Regions from separate parts of the Zea mays genome. Here region 1 is linked to region 2. Evidence: chromatin contacts called from public Hi-C data. All regions are on one chromosome and are shown on one strand. The core of a region is the stretch at or near the end of the contact, and the rest is flanking DNA. Distances in the headings are between cores, read along the strand shown.

Region 1 (5,145 bases), core at 2,255-4,754, 360 kb before region 2:
ATTTAAGTGTTAGGTCGCTTAAAAAGAAACAACAACAAAAACGCTGTTGATACAGATTTTCTTAGTGTACAGAATACAATATTAATTGGATATAAGGATAGCTTGATTCTAGTATATAGTTTTCTGTCCAAGCACCATGGTGTTCGGTGTCCGCATCGGGTTTCCCCATGTCCCCGTCGTACTAGGAACGGCAAAGAGCATGTCAACTGTGCACTTCGGCTCTACAAGACACCGGTCGATGTCCGGTGTGCACGAATTATCACACCGAACATAGCTAGATGTCTGATAATTCAACCGACCGATGAAATATGTCCGATGAGCACACTAGATGCCTGATAGATAGGATCAACTTCTAATTTATAGCTGTTGGAAAAGTAGCTGTTACAAATTCCTAAAAGCAATTTCTTTAACCAATACATATCGATCTTTGAGCATCTTTGTAGCATTTGTTTGGAAATGTAAACATGCGAGGCGTTCCTATGCATGTTTCTGCAGTGCACACGAGTGAATTTTGCATGGCACTGTGCCGCCAGCTTGCATGGTGATGGTGGTGGTAACAGTAGTGAAGTTTTCCTCGATCTATATCTCACTGTGATTCTTAACGTAGTAACAATGGGCAACGGCATATGGAGAGCAGCAGCAGCACAGATGTAGCAAAAGTGTTTACAGCAAAAAAAAAAAAAGAAACAGCACTGTACAATTCATTCGTTCTTCCTCCTCGGTCCCATGACTCGATTCTTTCTTCCTTCCTCCCAGTCGCTTGAATACTTGATGATGCCACACTGCTCGATCCAGCAGTCCAGCGAGCCTCGATCGCTCCGGCGCTGTACATGCTGCTCGCGCGCATGCACTGCAGACGATGGCGGTGTTCCTCTCTATCTCGGTCTCAGTCAGGTCTGTCTCCAGGCCTTGTGGTGGGTCCATCTTTGCTGCACTAGCTGTGTACTGGAGCGTGCTACGCAGCCGCCGGGGACCGATGGGGACTGCCGGCCCGGCCGGTGCTTCAGCCGGAGAACCGCTGCTGGTGCTTGCTCGCCGGGCAGGTGCAGCTGGCGCGGCTCTCGTTCAACGCCTGCAACGCGTGAACACAAGGGATGATAAACGACGATAAAGATACTCCTCCTCCTCCTACTACTAGTACTAGGTGAGGAAGAGTCAACGACATATCGTTGTTTGTAACTGTAGGTAACCCTCGCTCGCCGTCGATCAGCCGGCGGGGCAAGATGAGGCCAGCCTCCGTGATTTGGACGTCACTGGCTCTCTGACCTTGCAATTTGGGTTCTGGAGGAGGAAAGCAGACCGGCGGCCGCCGGAGCTCGTTACCTTGACCTGCTTCTGGAGATCCTTGATGTAGTCGACGGCCAAGTCCAGCATGTCGGAGGTGTTGGTTTGCTGCAAGGCAACGGGAACGCAAGTAGGTCATCAGCTCTGGCTGGCCGGCCGGAGTGGTCCTGGCATAGCATATGGCAGCAACTCAACGCGCACTGAAACCGGTGGGTGCAGGTGCAGTCACCTTGTCCATGTCGGGCACGAGCTCCTGCAGCTTCCTGATCCGCTCGCTGATCTTCGTCCTCCTCACCTGGATGCATCATGGATGGCCGGTCAAACATCAGCCGGTTACTCAAACTCGCATCGCAGGACTCTCCAAGGTTTTAGGATAAAATCTAGCATGCCCCGCTCACCCGCTCGGCGATGCTGCGCGGGTGCGTGGCGCACCCGCGCTTGGCGCGGACCTTGCAGGGCACGGCGTCCTGGAACTGGAGGAACTTCTCGATGGCGGCCACCTCCGACGACGACGTCTTGGGGAGGCTGAACTGGTGCGCCAGCCCGCCGCCGTGCTCCAACGAGTCCCGCGGGCGTTTATTCGTCGCGGGCAGGCTGTCCGGCAAGAGCGCCGACGACGAGTCGTCCCACCCGCCGGAGCTCATCGGGTACCCCGGCATGTAGGCGGCGTCCCCGCCGCCGCCAGCGTCGGGGCTGCTCGCTCCGACGACATCCTCCTGGCTGTCCATCTCCGAGATCTGGGACATGAGCGACCCCTGCCGCGACGAGAAGCTCAGCTGGCCCCCGAGCCTGCCGCTACCGCCGCCGCCGCCCGCGAGGGAGTCACTGGCACCACCGTCCTGGAACCCCATGCCCATGCTCGCCCTCAGCATCGCCCCGTACCCTGGACGAAGGAATCGGGCAAAACAGCAACAGAGCATGCGGGCGGGTGGCCCTCCCTCCGTGTCAGTTCCGGAAATAGAAATGTTTCGGGGGAGGAGAGACTCCCTCCCCAGGCAAGAACTGCAATAATTGCTGCTGCCATCCATGACGGCTTCCGCGTCCAAGGAGCTGGACTGGGAGGCTGTGGAAGCAAGCCGGGAATGGCAACCGAGGCAGTACCAAATGGAGGCCGGATTTAAGGAGAGAGAGAGAGCGAGAGCGAGTGACGAGCAACCAACCGTTGTCCATGCCGAAATGGTCCAGGAACCCGGCGGGGGAGCTGCTCTGCCGAATCAGGCTGCTGGCGGCGCCGACGCCAGTGCCGCCCGCTTCCATGCCAGAGCTGACGGTGCGGTAGAGGCCGCCCCCGGACCTACCCGTCTCCTGCTGGTGCTGGGACTGGGACTGGGAGTGGAACATCATTTGCTCCTGCTGGTGGTGGGAGGCCATGTCGGCCGCACTCGGGAAGTGGGCAGGCGACGGCTTGTCGTCCCGGATGTGGTGGTCGGGCAGGAACCTTGAGAAGACGTTGTCGGCGGCGCTCGGAGCGGCGGCAGGGAGCTGGAGCTGGTCCTCGCAGAGGCCGCCGAGCACCGCGCTGGGCGCCGATCTGTAGCGTAGCAGCCCGGACGAGGCCATCGGCGGCGGCTGCGCCGGGAGGTTGAGGTCCTTGGACACCGGCGAGCCGTACATCGGCTCGATCGCCTGGCCTGGCAGCTTCAGCTCAGATCCTGCGCCAAGAAAAAGTATACCAATTTTTCGGTAACCAGCTCTGTGAGGATGAGGACCATGAACAGGCAGGCACAGGCAGAGGCAGTGCGTGTCTTTTTAAGCAAACATGATGGAACATCACTTGGTGTTGCTCATCCCCCAGCTAGAGAAAGAAGCTCCTCCCCGGTCCTTGGCCGTGGAGACGGCATGAACAGCGTACCTAATCCGAGCCCCGGGGTGGTGGGGGTGATAACGCTAGCTGCAGAAGCTGTCGGCGGTGATTCGAGGAGGAAGGCGCCGCACGCGCGCAGTGGTCCACCCTCCTGCTTCACTTTCCCTCCCTCCCTCCCTCCTTAGCGCGCACGGCACGAGGCGGTCGAGGCAGGCGGAGGGAACGGCGGCGTGGGAGCGACGGCAAGATGGAGACAGGGACGGGCGGCGTGGCTCCCGTGTGCTCGATAAATAGCAGCGCGCGCCCCGCCGCTAGCTCTCCGCTCGTCGACCGGGAAGAGAGAGAGAGAGAGAGAGAGGTGTGGGGGCCGGAAAGGCGACGCGATGTGCCCGCGCTGACGGATTTGCCCCTCGGCGCTCCCTCGCCGTAGAGAAGCTCTGGTCTCCGCTGCGTGGAGTGAACTCACATGTCAAGCTGTTGGCTGGAGAAATGATTGGGCCTGTGGAAATTACTGCAGGAAAGAAGGGAAATTACTGCGGGGATCTTTTTTGTTCCCAGCGGGTATGGCTTTGCAACCCGAACACAGAAGGGGGGGCTTAATCGGGTTGTTTAGACTGCTACATATACAATTTATAGAGACAAAAACAGTTTATAAATAGTAAAAGCCGGTGCGAAAGTCGGTATGTTATTAAAGACAAACGATCAGGTTTAGGGTTCATAGGCCCCGCCGCAGGCATTTGCCACCTGTGTAGTATGTTTGTTGGCTCTGTGTGTGCCTGTGCCGGTGCCGCGGAGCAGAGAGGATAGGGAGGGCCAAGCAAGCAGGCTGCGTGGCCGTCCGTGACCATTCGTCCATTCTAAGCAACGCGGCGCAGTCTGTTTCCGGCAGCAAGCAAAGGTTGTTTTTTCTTTCCTTGCCATGCATGCTTGAGCCACGCTATCCGGAACCGGAACCGGAACCGGTACCGGGGGGAAAAGTGGGGGGAGGGGAAAAAGGCACGCACGGATGGATACGGAGGAATGGAGGATCGACCCGAGAGCGAGGCCGGGTGGGGTGGGATGGGATGGGATTCTGGCCTGAGCGGCATGCGGCAGGCCCCCGATGCCTTTTACGGAATCGCTGCTGCCGCCCGTGCCGGGGCTGCCTTTCCTGCTGCTCGTGCAGGCCGGAGAGACGAGAGGCTGGGATTGGCGCACGCAACACGCGTCCCTCTCCCTCTCACCTTCGCCCGTCACACACAGACGGAGCGAGACATGAGACACGTCTTTTCTCGCCTTCCTTTTTTCCGTGTGCGTGCGACAGTGCTTGCTTGGTTCCACGCTCTATGTTATATATATATATATATATATATATATATATATATATATATATATATATATATATATATATATATATATATATCCAGTCGTTGACGCTTCTCCGATCCGTTTTCCCTGGTACGTCGTACGTGCCGATCCGATCCGATCACAGTGCGCGACGAACGAACGAACAAAAAAAAATCAGCCAATCGTCCTCTGCGATCCGGCCTAGGTGATAGACTATGTTCGCGATTTTTTTTTTAAAAAAAATTGCGCGATGGTCAGTAGTACTCGGTACTATGCGCGGGTGATACTCGGAATAAACAAAGAAAGCCAGCTTGGCTTGGGGGTGGGTTGTTGGGTTGGCTACTAATCAGGAGAAACACGAGCCGGTGGCCAATCAGAGAGAGACACGTACATATCGATCCATAGAAAACGGACGCCGGACGTACTCTAGCCACGTAGGTGGAAAAAAAATGGACGCGGACAGTTAGTTCGGACGCAACCCACAGGCCACAGCCAGAATCATGGACACAAACCAAAACTTGACATTCGAAAAAAAAAGACGGAAAGTCAGGAAAAAGACGCAGGCGAAACCCGGGCGCGGATGATTCGTATATTTAACCTGACACAGCAGGAAAATCACTCCGATACGAGGTGCAGATAGATATCAAAGAATCCTAATTCTAATTCAAAATAAGTGTACGAGTTTATACTCTCTGCACAGTATTATTGGACGATCTTATCCGACTCGGTCG
Region 2 (4,871 bases), core at 223-2,722:
TCTTGTTTTCTTGTTTTTTTTCTCTCTCCCAATCTGCACGGCAGCAGCACCGCACAAGTGAGAATATGGCCTTGCATCTTTCGGCGACATGATTGGGGCTGGCGATCTCTCCAGGTTCTTGATAGAGGAGGGGGTGACTGCCGATGGAGCACGCACATTTGGTGCACGAGGACGAGGGTAGAGCATGCATAGCATGGAGCCATGGATTGAGTTGAGTGATGATAACAGTAGTGTGCTATCATATATACACCTAGGGAGGGAGACAGGGGCCATGCCAATTGGCATGTGGAGGCCGGAGACGCCATGCCGAGTGATTGGAGGGAACGAATGTCTTCTGCTGCCGCTTGTGCTATGACTGGCTGTGCATCAACCGAACATTACAATTTTTTTTTTTTTACTCGCGTGAACAAAAAAGGTTAAAAGGGGTCCGTGATCTACATCCAGACCAGCTGGTGCATGGCGATGTGTGTTTGGACTTTGGAGGAAGGATCCACGAAGAAAGTGCTTGTCCCTCCCCCGACTGGAAGCGGGAATAAAGCCTCAATGGAACATTTAAAAGAGGAGGGGGATCAGAGCAGAGGTGGTGACAAATTAAAGGAGGCCGCTGATATTGACGAAGGACGGCTTCTTTGTTCCTTTGTGGTTTTATTGATTATCACGTAGTCATCGTATCTAGATTGGTTTTTTTAAAAAAATACCGTACGTCCAGTAAGACGGAGGGGTAATGAGCTGTAGATTTTTATATAATAAAAATCAGATCTGATTACAAACGGACTATATTTCTATTTGTTTTTTAACTAAAATTAATTAAAGACTCAAACAAATGGTGAAGTAACATTTAATCTATTACCACCCCTCGAACGTGGAGAGAGGATGGTTTTGCGATGGGTTTTATGGGTCGGGTTTTGCTTTGTAGTTTCTATTGTCAGGTACAAATTACCGTTACAAACCAAAAGGGAACGCATCCTGTGTTCATAGAGCTCTTGTACTCATATGAACACTTTAAATCTGATGCATTTATTTCTCATCTAGGAGGTGAGGGCAGCAGTGGCACACAGAAGAGACAGTCAACGCGGCACAACAAGGGTGGCACACAGAAGAAACTAAGAAATGTTTATTCACACTTGATAAGAAATGAAGGTACAAGATTTAAAGTGCTCATATGAGCACAAGAGCTCTATAAGCATATGATACGTTCCCAAACTAAAAAGAATGCATATATAGAAATGAATTTCGGACAATGCCAATCAAAAGGGTCAAACAAAAAAACAAACAAACAGGAAGGCCCACTTGCCGGCGTGCACCTCACCACGCGGTGACCGGATCCGGCCAATTCCCGAGCCCAAAAAGAAGAAAAGAAAAGCGCGCACACACATACACCCAGACAGCAGTAGACGCACACTCGCCTTCCTGACGTCGGTTGGATTTAAGCAGAGCGCAGAGGAGAGCAACCACTCGCCCGCTCGCCCACCACGATCTCCCTCCCCTCCGCACGCCGCACGGGGCGTTGCAGACCCCCAGCCAAAGGCAGGCCGCGACCCGGAGCACGCCGGCCGGTCGCGGGCGTCGTCGTCGCCTCCCGCGCCGCCGCCCTGCTGCTCGCTCCCGCATTGGATCGCGCTGCGGTTGGCGACTCGGTGTGGTCTGCTGCTGGTGACTGAAGCCGGCCCACGCGGAGACGGTGAGCCGCTGCTCTTCGCTTCTCGCCACTCCCTTGCCTTCTCTCTCTCTATCTCGTGTTATGTTATGTGTGGAGGAGCCTGGAGCCCTGCGCCGCGGAACGGAAGCTTCCGCCGGATCTCTCTCTCTCTCTCTCTCTCTCTCTCTCTCTCTCTCTCTCTCTCTCTCTCTCTCTGCTAGGCCGCGGATTACTAACGCCCGCTGGATTTGAACTTGTTTCTAAGCTTTCTCTGGCTTCGGCTCTCGATTCCGGGGAGCGGTTCTGTCTGCCGGGCCGGGACCTCCGCCGCTCCACCTGAGTTTGGGGCCTTTGTATGCTCCGTGACGGCAGCATTGTTCTGCTTGTCTACCAAGTTTTAATTTTGTTCCCCCCATTCATGAGATTTCGTGAGGGAATCGGGCAGGCGCGTGGGGACAGGATCACGCCTGGCGGGCGCTAGCTAGTCCGCGATCCGCATTTCTGAATCCCGGCGCCTAGCCGTTGTCATGGGCAGGCCAGGTGCGTCGGTGCTTGGTTACTGCTTCCGGATTCGTTGCCCTGCTATTCCCTTCTCCGGATCCGCTCCCGCACGACCGGCGAGGTGGTTGCGGATTTATTATTAGAGTTTCGTGGCGGCGGTTTGGTTGGATTGGTCCGCATTTATGAAGGAATGTTCTCCCCCTTTTAAGCTGTTCGTGTGCTCGGAGTATTGAATTGCCTGTTCCTGGCCACTACGGGAGGGAGGCCCTGGGCCAGGCGGCCAGCCTACCCCCGCTCTGGGTTTTGTGATTGGCCATTTCCGGCAGCTGTTACCGTTTCTTGATTTGTGTCATGGAGTGGGGAAAAGGTTTTTGGTTCGCGAGTGGCTCCTGATGCATGTTTGGCAACCTTTCCATGATGCTGCTACTGTCTTTACCTTGAGTAGAGTGCAGTTCGGTGGTGCGTTTCCCTATTTATGTGGTAATTTAGTCGTTTTATAGTTCTCTCTAGGTAACCGTCTTGTACCGATTCTGATTGGTACTCGTGTTCAAGGTAAGCTTTTGAGTTGTCATGTCTGAGATAAGCTTTTGAGTTCAACGATCTTGCCATTCATTAACTACCACCAAATTTAGTAGGGCTGTTTGGATCACCAAAGTGCAGCTTAACCTTGATCAACTACCTAAAATAGATGGGATCCCAATAAAACTCTTTACCGGTCCTGTCCATTGGCAGTCGGCACTTTGATTTCAATTTCACATCACAGAGTTAGGTCCTGTTTGGAATTCACATCATAGAGTTCAGCTGGCCAAATTAGCTGGCTAAAGTTTAGCTGGGTTGGATCCATACAGGGCCCTAAAGGTTCTAATGGAAGCGAGAGCAAGCTTGATCTGAGTTCAGATAGGTTACCTTCACGATTAATAACCACACTTTTAATGTGTGCATTTCACTTCTTTACTTTTTAGTGTGCCCATCGCCAATCTTCTTAACTGATTGGGTTGGAAGTTGGTCACATTTTTATTTAATGAAGGTTTCTCCTTTTAGCATGAGCACTTTTCTGGGCCTCCTGTTTCTTCTGAATCCTGATCCGAGTGTCATCAGTGTTGTATTTATTTTAACATGCTTGCTTTTGGAAGCCTGATCATTTTTGCAGAAGTTGCTAGAACAACTTAACCATCTGTGCTTATTATTTCTCCAGGCATCAAGTTTCTAACAATTTGAAGTATCCCGAAATGGGCGCAAGAGATAACGGGGAGGGGAGAGATGAGAAGAGGGGGACTGGATCAGATTATGTACCTGCTAGAGACTCCTTTTCATCACAAGGTGAGTCTCGGGTTCCAAAGAGGCTCGGTAAAAAGGAGTCAAAAGATAATAGCCCCCGAACGACCAAAAGCAGCGCCAGCCGTCAAGCTCAAAACAAGCTGCAACATAAAGGATTAAACAATGTACAGAACAAGCCTCAGAAACAAAAGAAAACAGTTAGTGCTGCTAAGGCTGTTGACGTTAGAAAACCAGATATTACAAGAATTCCTTCCCGCCCTCCATCAGAATTGTCTGAGGAAACAGACGATATAATCAGTGATGCTGGAACTGTTGATGATAGAGGCACTGAGGAGGCCAAGGAGATCAATGTGTTAGATGAAGCTCCACGCTGTGATCAGAGTACTGGTACTGATGATGAAATTCCTGATATTGAAGACAAGGTAGTTGATCATGGAAAATCAGTTGTAGATCAAGGCAATGAGGAATTAGTGCTGAAAATCGACAAGTTGGAACAAGAACTTCGTGAAGTTGCTGCTCTTGAAGTTTCCCTGTACTCTGTAGTGCCCGAGCATGGAAGTTCAGCACATAAGTTGCACACCCCAGCTCGGCGTCTGTCTAGGTTATATATCCATGCATCCAAGTCTTGGTCTGAAGATAAGAGAGCTTCGGTAGCAAAAAGCATTGCTTCTGGTCTTGTTCTTGTTGCAAAGTCCAGTAGCAATGATGCTTCGAGGTATAACTTAGCTGCATTTAATCTGAAATTTTTAGCTCCATCATAACATTACTCAAAAAACCCCCTCGAACTAACAAACTACTATTGTTATAGGCTGACATTCTGGCTGTCCAACACAGTTGTCCTCAGGGAGATAATTGTACAAACTTTTGGCATCTCACATCAATTTACTCCATCCATGACGAATATGAGCATGAATGGTGGTGCCAAAAAACTTGGTGGGAAATCTATGACAATGCTGTGGAGAAACAACTACAATGGCACGCAAGCCAACTTTGCTGCGAGGCTGATGCCAGATGATTGGCAGGAAACAAGTACACTTTTGGCTGCATTAGAGAAGATTGAGTCTTGGATATTTTCTCGCATTGTTGAGACAGTATGGTGGCAGGTAAATGTCTGTCTTAGACAAATTCTGACTGACACTTCAATGAAGCTGGGAACACCCTGTCCTAGCCTGGTGTTTTTCTTTTTTTAAAAGAAAGTCAATGTCTCTTATGGCCTACTTAGAAGGGCAGACCTGATGTAGTGGTGAGAGCTGTCTCACTGAGTCACAAGGTCATGCGTTTCAAAGCAGCCTCTTCACATTTGCGGGGGAGGCTTGCCTCAGTTTGATCCCTTTCTCAGACTCTGGGAGTCTTCGGCACAGGATCTGTCTTGCGGTCTTATGGCTACTTGTTGTCTGAATATGTTCTGATTCTTCATGTTGTCAGTTTTCTTATGGATGTTTCTCTTCCAGGC

What was found. Hi-C and Micro-C count contacts between places; a contact is called where the count stands out from the background.
Region 1: a contact with region 2 is called in a Hi-C map of leaf mesophyll, with 2.0 times the contacts expected there. The contact joins the promoter of LOC100279237 here to the promoter of LOC100382159 in region 2. A contact is called at or near these places in 2 of 25 Hi-C or Micro-C datasets (leaf and leaf mesophyll).

What each region holds. Positions count from the first base shown.
Region 1 is chr1:192,229,400-192,234,544 of Zm-B73-REFERENCE-NAM-5.0, reverse strand. It overlaps LOC100279237 (Transcription factor bHLH130), which reads right to left and starts at 3,504. Exons shown (of 6, transcript NM_001329707.1): 1 at 3,137-3,504; 2 at 2,445-2,936; 3 at 1,683-2,167; 4 at 1,514-1,579; 5 at 1,324-1,392; 6 at 628-1,072. The coding sequence starts at 2,898. The coding sequence ends at 1,004.
Region 2 is chr1:191,862,741-191,867,611 of Zm-B73-REFERENCE-NAM-5.0, reverse strand. LOC100382159 reads left to right here and starts at 1,472. Exons shown (of 8, transcript NM_001366774.1): 1 at 1,472-1,681; 2 at 3,336-4,133; 3 at 4,227-4,521; 4 at 4,870-4,871. The coding sequence starts at 3,370.